Regions from separate parts of the Phocoena phocoena genome. Here region 2 is linked to region 1. A link is a contact called in public Hi-C data. All regions are on one chromosome and are shown on one strand. Each heading gives the region's core, a stretch centred on a gene start, on an enhancer-like site or on the middle of the called end of the contact. The rest is flanking DNA. Distances are from core to core; before and after follow the strand shown. Region 1 holds the start of SMIM15 (small integral membrane protein 15). Region 2 holds the start of ZSWIM6 (zinc finger SWIM-type containing 6).

The links. Hi-C and Micro-C count contacts between places; a contact is called where the count stands out from the background.
Region 2: a contact with region 1 is called in a Hi-C map of kidney, with 5 times the contacts expected there. The contact joins the promoter of ZSWIM6 here to the promoter of SMIM15 in region 1. A contact is called at or near these places in 2 of 2 Hi-C or Micro-C datasets (kidney and lung).

The regions. Positions count from the first base shown.
Region 1 is chr3:48,321,066-48,325,026 of mPhoPho1.1, reverse strand. It overlaps SMIM15 (small integral membrane protein 15), which reads left to right and starts at 1,849. Exons shown (of 1, transcript XM_065875474.1): 1 at 1,849-2,073. The coding sequence starts at 1,849. The coding sequence ends at 2,073.
Region 2 is chr3:48,482,411-48,486,371 of mPhoPho1.1, reverse strand. ZSWIM6 (zinc finger SWIM-type containing 6) reads right to left here and starts at 2,220. Exons shown (of 14, transcript XM_065874785.1): 1 at 1,548-2,220. The coding sequence starts at 2,220.

The DNA of each region.
Region 1 (3,961 bases), core at 600-3,099:
TCCTTCACTTCCGCTTTACTCTTTATAGCAAAGTTATTTTGCTCATCTCTGAATCTTGCATTAGTTAATTCATTACTGGGCTGCAGAAGCTGAAGAAACAGATGGATATCCGTAGAGTCTGGGCTCGACTGTGTGGGTGGGAGCCTACGAATGGGGTGGGGAGGCTAGGATATTTAACGATATCTTAGGTACTTTAATGTGTCTTAAGTTGAAAATATGAAGAAGTTGTGATAGGATGTAATTAAAACCAGTCATGGTAGTTTTATGTAGGTGATGGGATTGTGGGTGATATATATTTTGTTTTGCTTATCTCTGGGTTTTCTATAAAGAACACAAACTATAATAGGGAGACCAAAAAAAAAAAACCTTTTAAGAGTAAAGCGGTGTTTGATTTTGCGATTGTATACTTAACCCTATAAACAAATAATTGACTTTTTTAGTATAAAAAGTTCAAGATCTGGGAATGGATATGCTGTAACATGTCAGTGAGCTAACTTATTTTATATGTTAGTGAACTTCGTAAATAATTTTATTTTTGAAGTAATTTAGTAAAATATTTGATCTCCAGTAACTAGGATTTTCTTACAGGGCATTTGCCATTGTGTAATTATTTCTTTCTTAAAATTAGAAAGCAATAGATACTAAATGTATTTAATGTGCCAGGCGATTTTACATGTCATTTATAGGTTGCATATAGAGAATTTACCATTTAAAATTGTATTATAATTATTCCTTAAAGTTGACTTTTAACGTTTTTCTTTTATCTATTCTTTTCAACCCAACCAGTATACAGAATTTAAGCATTCTCTCAGAAGTGTATGGTAGAGCTAAAGAAGACAGCCAACCAAGGGTCATCTGAAATTGTGATTGGCTAATAATCCCAGGACAAAGTTAGAGATCACTACTCAAAGCATAAGGTAGATGATTTTTTAAATCCCAGCTGAAATTTTAAGTGACTGTATATACACCCATTCCTCCCCAGGTATTCTGATTCTCCACTTTGAATAGAGATCAACACAAACATGAAGGTTGAAAAGCCTCTGGGGCAAAATAGAAAATGTCACTCAAATCCACAACATCCTCATTTGCCAGATCGCCCTCCCTTACCAACTCAAAACAGAACAAAATGCATGGCACCTGTAATGGTTAATTTTCTCATCTATTAAAGTTCTGATTTACTAAATTATGTCCTCAAATAGGAGTCCTCAAAGCTGAAAGAGGGCATAAAATAGCATGTCACCTTTTGTTTATAGAACTCTTTGCATATGAATGGATATTATGGTTCCCTTACCCTCTCTTTTCATTCCTGGAAACAGCCATCCATTACCTCCCTTTCTCCAGGCATTTCACATATTCTGTGGCTTTCAAATAGCAAATTTGATGATTGTACTTTTGTTAATTAGCACTTAATAGTACTAAGGCTATGTAAAAAAAATGACATAATGGGATTCAGCTGTTTCCTGGAATGAGCAAATAAAACTCAAAATTCTTTGAAAACTCTGCTGCTAAATAAAATTTGTCTTGAATATAGGAGGCATATGAGAATGCCTAGTCCTTATGACAGATTCCACATGGTTTTTCCTTTTATCTTCTATAGCTTCACATCTTTTAAGTGTCACTCTTCTGGTTGTCCTAGGTGAATTATTTTTTCTTACTAGAAACATTAGTCCTTATTAAAATAGTACTAATTAGTACTTTTTAAAAACAACCAACCAAACTATTGAGTGATAATGGAATTCTGAGTTAACTGATTGTATGGGGTACCTTTTTGAAAATCTGATTAACCACATAGGCTTTTCTCTTGTTGTCTCTCCCCCCACCCGCTGCTTTCCTAAGGCCTCTACAGAGATGTTTGATATAAAGGCTTGGGCTGAGTATGTTGTGGAATGGGCTGCAAAGGACCCATATGGCTTCCTTACAACAGTTATTCTGGCCCTAACTCCATTGTTTCTAGCAAGTGCTGTACTGTCTTGGAAATTGGCCAAGATGATTGAGGCCAGGGAAAAGGAGCAAAAGAAGAAACAAAAACGTCAAGAAAATATTGCAAAAGCTAAACGACTAAAAAAGGATTGAAGGAATGAACAGGCTTTGCAACCAGAGGAAAATCATCTGGAAAATTATGCAGCTTTGGAAGGACCCATTAAGGTTACTTTTCAGATCTTGTGACAGTATTATTTAGTAAACGAAGTCTGAGCATGTGGAAGAATCATGTTAGTTCTCATCTGTACTATAGCAACTTTTAGGCTTCGGTGTAGAAGTCTGTTGACAGTTACTGTAAATTGGCATTTATTATGCTACAGATTCTTTATAACTGAGTTAGTCATTTGCCTTTTTGCAGCATATATACTAAAGTGAAAACATCCTGTGGAGAAAAATGGCTTTAGATTATGGACTCTGTTCAAATAATGGCTTAAAATGGGGTCCTGTTCTGGACAAAGGAGATTAAGAATGTAAAAATCAGAATTGTCCTGAGGTGAAAAGCATGCTTTGGCTTAGAAGAGATACAGTGTATTAATCACATCTTTTATCATTATTACTTATTTCTTGAAATAGAATCATTTCTGGCTTCCTCAAAGCAAAGTATTATTCAATGAGTACTTCTATTTTCTGTATTTTTCTCATTTTAGCTTTTGAGATACTGGTAATTACCAGACATTCTGCATTTTTAAAAATCTAATTCTATAAAGAATTCTCTTATTATCTTGACCATGTAGAATACCACTTACTGGATATAACAATTTTTGTACTTATGAACACTGCCATTTTCTTAGAGATGACTTGAGTAGATCAACACTATGATTTAAAGCTTGGAGTAAAAATGCCAAACCTTGTAGTACCTTGGAACCAGTTAATTCTCACTTGTGCTATAAGTAGAAATGTGAAGTAGTTAAAATGTCTTATCAAATAATTTGCTGATTATGTAATAACACTTTTGTTTTTCATTCCATTCTTTTAATTCATGTGGTAGTGATGTCCTTTACTTTTTTGATCAAACAGGTTCATGGTGAAAATTAAAATTCATATCTCTTTTAAGGAACTTTTAAAGAGTAACAGTTAAGTCATATTTCATAAATGGTAAAGAAAGGCTTAACAGTTGGAAAAAGTTTGTTTAGCATAGTATTAGTTGGGTGAAAAAGGTGTAAATCATGTCAAAATTAGAATGTGTTATAGTTAGAAATAAAGGGCTGAAGGATATTTCCTTCAGTTAAGTAGTATAACTGGAACTTTTTACTCTTTAACATGGCTTTTATAAATGCATGGTTAATAATTTTGTTGTCAGTAATTAATAGCTTATTAATGTTTTCCTCACCCCTGATAATCTTAAATTACAAAAAAAATTGTCTAAAAGCTTTAACTTAAGAATGAAACTAGATATTGAAATAAATTTGATACATTTTTTTTTTTTTTTTTTTAAATGTATTTATTTATTTATTTATGGCTGTGTTGGGTCTTCGTTTCTGTGCATGGGCTTTCTCTAGTTGTGGCAAGCGGGGGCCACTCTTCATCGCGGTGCGCGGGCCTCTCACTATCGCGGCCTCTGTTGTTGCGGAGCACAGGCTCCAGACGCGCAGGCTCAGTAATTGTGGCTCACGGGCCCAGTTGCTCTGCGGCATGTGGGATCTTCCCAGACCAGGGCTCGAACCCGTGTCCCCTGCATTGGCAGGCAGATTCTCAACCACTGCGCCACCAGGGAAGCCCTTGATACATTTTTATAAAGAGGTCCTGGGCTTTTTTTTTGTTGGGGGAGGAGTAATAATTCAAGTTAAATATGTTATAGAAGTTAGACTTTTCAGAGGGTTACAAATTTCCTTTATAGATAAGCATGCAGTTGACCCCTGAATACCATGCTGGGCTTTGTTTTTTTTTGTGGGGTTAGGAGCATGAGTCCTCCCTTGCAGTCGAAAATCCCTGTATAATTTATAGTGGACCCTCCCTATACATTGTTCCTTCCTATATGCAG
Region 2 (3,961 bases), core at 971-3,470, 160 kb before region 1:
ATAAAAAATCAGAGGCAGCGATGCTTCCAAACCTCTCCCCATTCATTAGGAACCGTGCTCACCACCACAGTTTAAACAGACAGCAATATGAGAAGGGGGGGTTAGAAAATACGTCGTTTTGCAATCAGGAGAAAAATACGGGCAAAGGGGAGTTTCACTATAGCATTGTTCTTTTCCGTGCAGCTCAAAACATCCCCAGCGCTACAGCTGAAAAAAATATCTGACCAGAAAAACACACTGGAGGGTGGGGGGAGGGGGAGGACAGGGAACGCTTTTAAAATTCGGTATTTGAGAAAACTCTCATGGTCTGTCAGAAAAAGAAGGGCTGTGCAGCTTTAAACCACAAGTCCTACTCTCGCCTTTGTCAAATATCTTCTACTTTACAAGCCCCGAAAAGAAATAAAGAGACTCTTTTGTTTGGTTTCCCCTTTTCGGAGGATGACAGAAAACTGAAAGGGGCACAAATAAACCTGAAAATGAGAACAAAGTGCGGGGTCGTGCCCGGCTGCCAGGCGGTCGCGCAGGGAGGGACGCGGGAGCGGCCGCGGAGCCCCTCCGCCTCACGCTCCTGCAGCCGCCGGCCGAGAGCGCCAAGCCCGTCACCGCTCCCCACGGATCGCACAGAGCACGACCCCCGGCCCCCCAAAACCGAACTCCGGCGGCAGGAGCCCCGGGCACGCCGCTGCCCCCCGGAACGGGAAAGAACCAGCCGCTCCCGGCCCTGCTCGCGCCCTTTAATTAGGGGGCGTCCTCGCGGGGAGAGCTCCCTCAGGATATGGGTCCAGCCCGCCGCGCGGCCCCGAGACGGAGAGGCGCGGAGGAAAGGACATTTAAATCCCGGGGCGGCCGGCGGAGCTCGCCCGGGCCAGTCCAGACGCCGCAGCGACCCCCGGAGCTCCGCGGCCGCCAGCCCGTCGAAGCCAGGAGAAAAGAGGCAGCCGAGTGGCATTAAAATGTATTTCCCTCCCTCAAATGGAAGGGGCGGGGGGTGAGGAGTGGGGGGGAAGAGGAGAAAGAAAGACGAGCGAGCGACAGACAAGGGGAGAGAGGAGGGAGAGCGCAGAGCGCGGCCCGGCCGCCGTTTCGGCCCCGGCCGGCATTGTCTGTGCGGCCCGCGCTCCCTCCCCCGCCCCGCACGGCCCCGCCACAGACACCCTCCGCCAGAGTCCGGCCGTCAGCCCATGCCTTTGTCCACATTCACCCTCCAAAACAGGCGAGCAGCCCTCCAGGACGTGCTCCCCGGAAGAAGGGCGGGGAACCGAGCGGGCCGGGGGCACCCGACACCCACCCCGCGGACCCCGCGGAGGGGCGCGTCCTGCTGATTCATTTCCCCCTCGCGCTGGCCCGTCCGGGGAGACAGGGGGCGGGGAGGGCGGAGAGGAAATGGGCGCTCCGCTCTGGAGGACTATCCGGGACGGTGAGGGCACCGGGCGGGGTGCGGGCGCGCGCTGGGCTGAGGGGCTGCCGGGAGGGGAGGGGAGGGGGCGGGCGCCCCCCCGAGGGACTGACGAACGGACAGACGGCCCCGCGACTGCCCCGTGACTCACCGACTTGCAGGACGTTGTCGACGCAGCCGCTCTCCAGCAGCGCGATGCCCCGGCGGAAGGGCAGCCGTGTCTCGTCTCCGCCGTCCGCCGACCCGGCGGCCCCCGCCGACGGGGCCCCGGCCCCAGCGGCGGCGGCGGCGGCGGCGGCAGCGGCGGCGGCGGCGGCGGCCGAGGTGGCGGCCGGCGAGGACGAGGAGCCGCCGCCGCCTGCGCCGCCCGCGCCGCCGCCCGCGCCGCCGGGGCCGCCGCTGTCTTCTCCGGGGCCGCCCGCGGCGCCGCCGCCGGTGTTGAAGGACGAGTACATGCAGATCTCCCGCTCGCTGCGGGGGAAGGACCAGTAGACGATGCGGCGCTGCACCGGCTCCGGGATGCGCTCAAAGCGCTCCTCCACGCGCTGGAACGGCCACTTCTCAGCCACCTTGCGCGCCGCGATGTCCAGCAGCGACTCGGGGCTCTGGGTCTTGCCCGGCGGCAGCAGCCCCAGCGCTGCGCCGCCCCCGCACGCCGCCGCCGCCGCGCCGCCCGCCCGCGGGCCCGGCCGACAGGCAGAGCTGTAACCGCCACCCGCTCCTCCGCCGCCGCTGCTGGCCCCGCCGCCGCCGCCACCGCCTCCGCCGCCCGGCCGGCAGCAGAGCCGTTTCGCGGGAGGAGGCTGCTGTCCGCGCTCCGCCATGACCGCGCCGCTTCTAACCCGACAGCGGAAGTGCCAGGACCCTATAAACGGCACAAGGAAGCGCGACACGCACACGCCGCCGCGACGCCACGCTGCCATCTAGGGCCCGCCGCTCCTTGTACGGGCACAAGAGGTGAGGCCTTCACCGTGACGTCGAGGCTGAGGCGGGGCCCCGATAGGGGAACCTAGGGCCAAAGGCGGGGCCTATGCAAATCACTGGGCTGAAACATAAATAGAGCGCTCAGCGGACACGGGGGTAGCGGGGGCGCTGGGGTTGGGTTCCCGAAGGGTTGTGAGAATGTCAGACTGCTGTGACGTGGGGGGCGGGGCTCAGGCGGGGTTCCCGGGGGAGGGGGCGGGCCGCCCGGCCTGGCCTAATGTGGGTGGGTCTCTGCGCCCCCTGCCTACTCAACTTCCCCCTCCAATTCCCTGCCTCCCTTTGATGTCCAGCAAGTGAGGACGCGCCTCGTGGGTCGCAGCGGGGAGGGAAGGGGAGATGGGAGGTGAGCACAGGGGAGGGGTCCGGGCTAAACGGGGGGCGGGGCCCGCGGGTCGATGCCCCACCCCCCGTCACAGCCTGACCGCCGGGGGAAAAGCCTCTGGGCGGAGGAGGTGCTTTCAAAACAAAGAAATGCGGCGTGGAACCCGGGGGACTGGGGTGGTGAGGAAGGCGGAGGAGGTGCGGCTGAGGCCGTCCGGCCACTCGCTTGCCCTCCAGTCAGCCCGGAGGAGCTCCCCCCCACCCCCAGCCCGAGCTGCGGTGCCGGAGAAGAGGGAGGAGGCTGCGTTAGGCGGCTGTTTTCCAGTTCACTTTTGCAGACCAAGGCTGAGAAGAAGAGCACCAGCTCCGCTGCCCCTCTTGGCTGCGGCGCATTCAGCCCCGAGCCCCGCGTGCGCTCTGTCTCGGATACCGTGCCGGCCAAAGTGTCCGGAAACGCGCAGAGCGCTCGGAACCTGTCCCGCAGCTGTGCGACGCGCGTCTCGAGCTGGCCGCTGCCGCCCCGCCCTCGCGCTTCTTCAGCCCCGCGGGCTGAGAAGCCGGCCCGCCCGCCGGCGCGGAGCTGGGGAACTTGAACTGGCCCCAGCGGCCGCTCTGCCGAGATCCCGCTCCAGGCCCGGGGGTGCTCCGGCTCGGGGTAGAGGGCACACCCGGGAAGTGGATTTAGCAAACACACCTTTGTGAGTACACACGCCACGGGCGCGCGCGCACACACCCTACGGGCGCGCGCGCACAGCCCAGCCGTCTGCAGACGGCGCGCCCGGGCCGCTCGGCGGCGGACGGTGGCTGCGAGCGCGCTCGGTGCGCACTTAGATTTGCGGCTCGCGTCCGCCCTGGGCGCCGGGCTGCGGGGAGCCCTGGCGCTCAGGACAAACGCCGCGCTCTCTGCCGCCCTGGCGGCGCCCGAACGGCCCATCCTCTCGGGACAAGGCAGCGTGGGGGGCGGGCGAGCGGAGAGCCCAGCTTGCTGGGGCTAGGGCACCGGTGAAGGCGAAGTAGCTAGTCCCGGCTGAACCCGGAACGCCGCGGACATTGTTCTTCGCACTCTCCAGAGCTCGGTTGAATCTGGGTCCAAAACACAGACTTAATTACCACATTAGAGGCATCCTTATTCTTTGCTCTGCCTTCTGTTTTTCCTGTAAACCCTGTCACTGATAACTGCCGCTATTGTAAAAGATAAACCGTATCTCCTTTGACACTTTCGCATCTTTTAAGGTTATTGGCTGATACCCACCTGCCCGC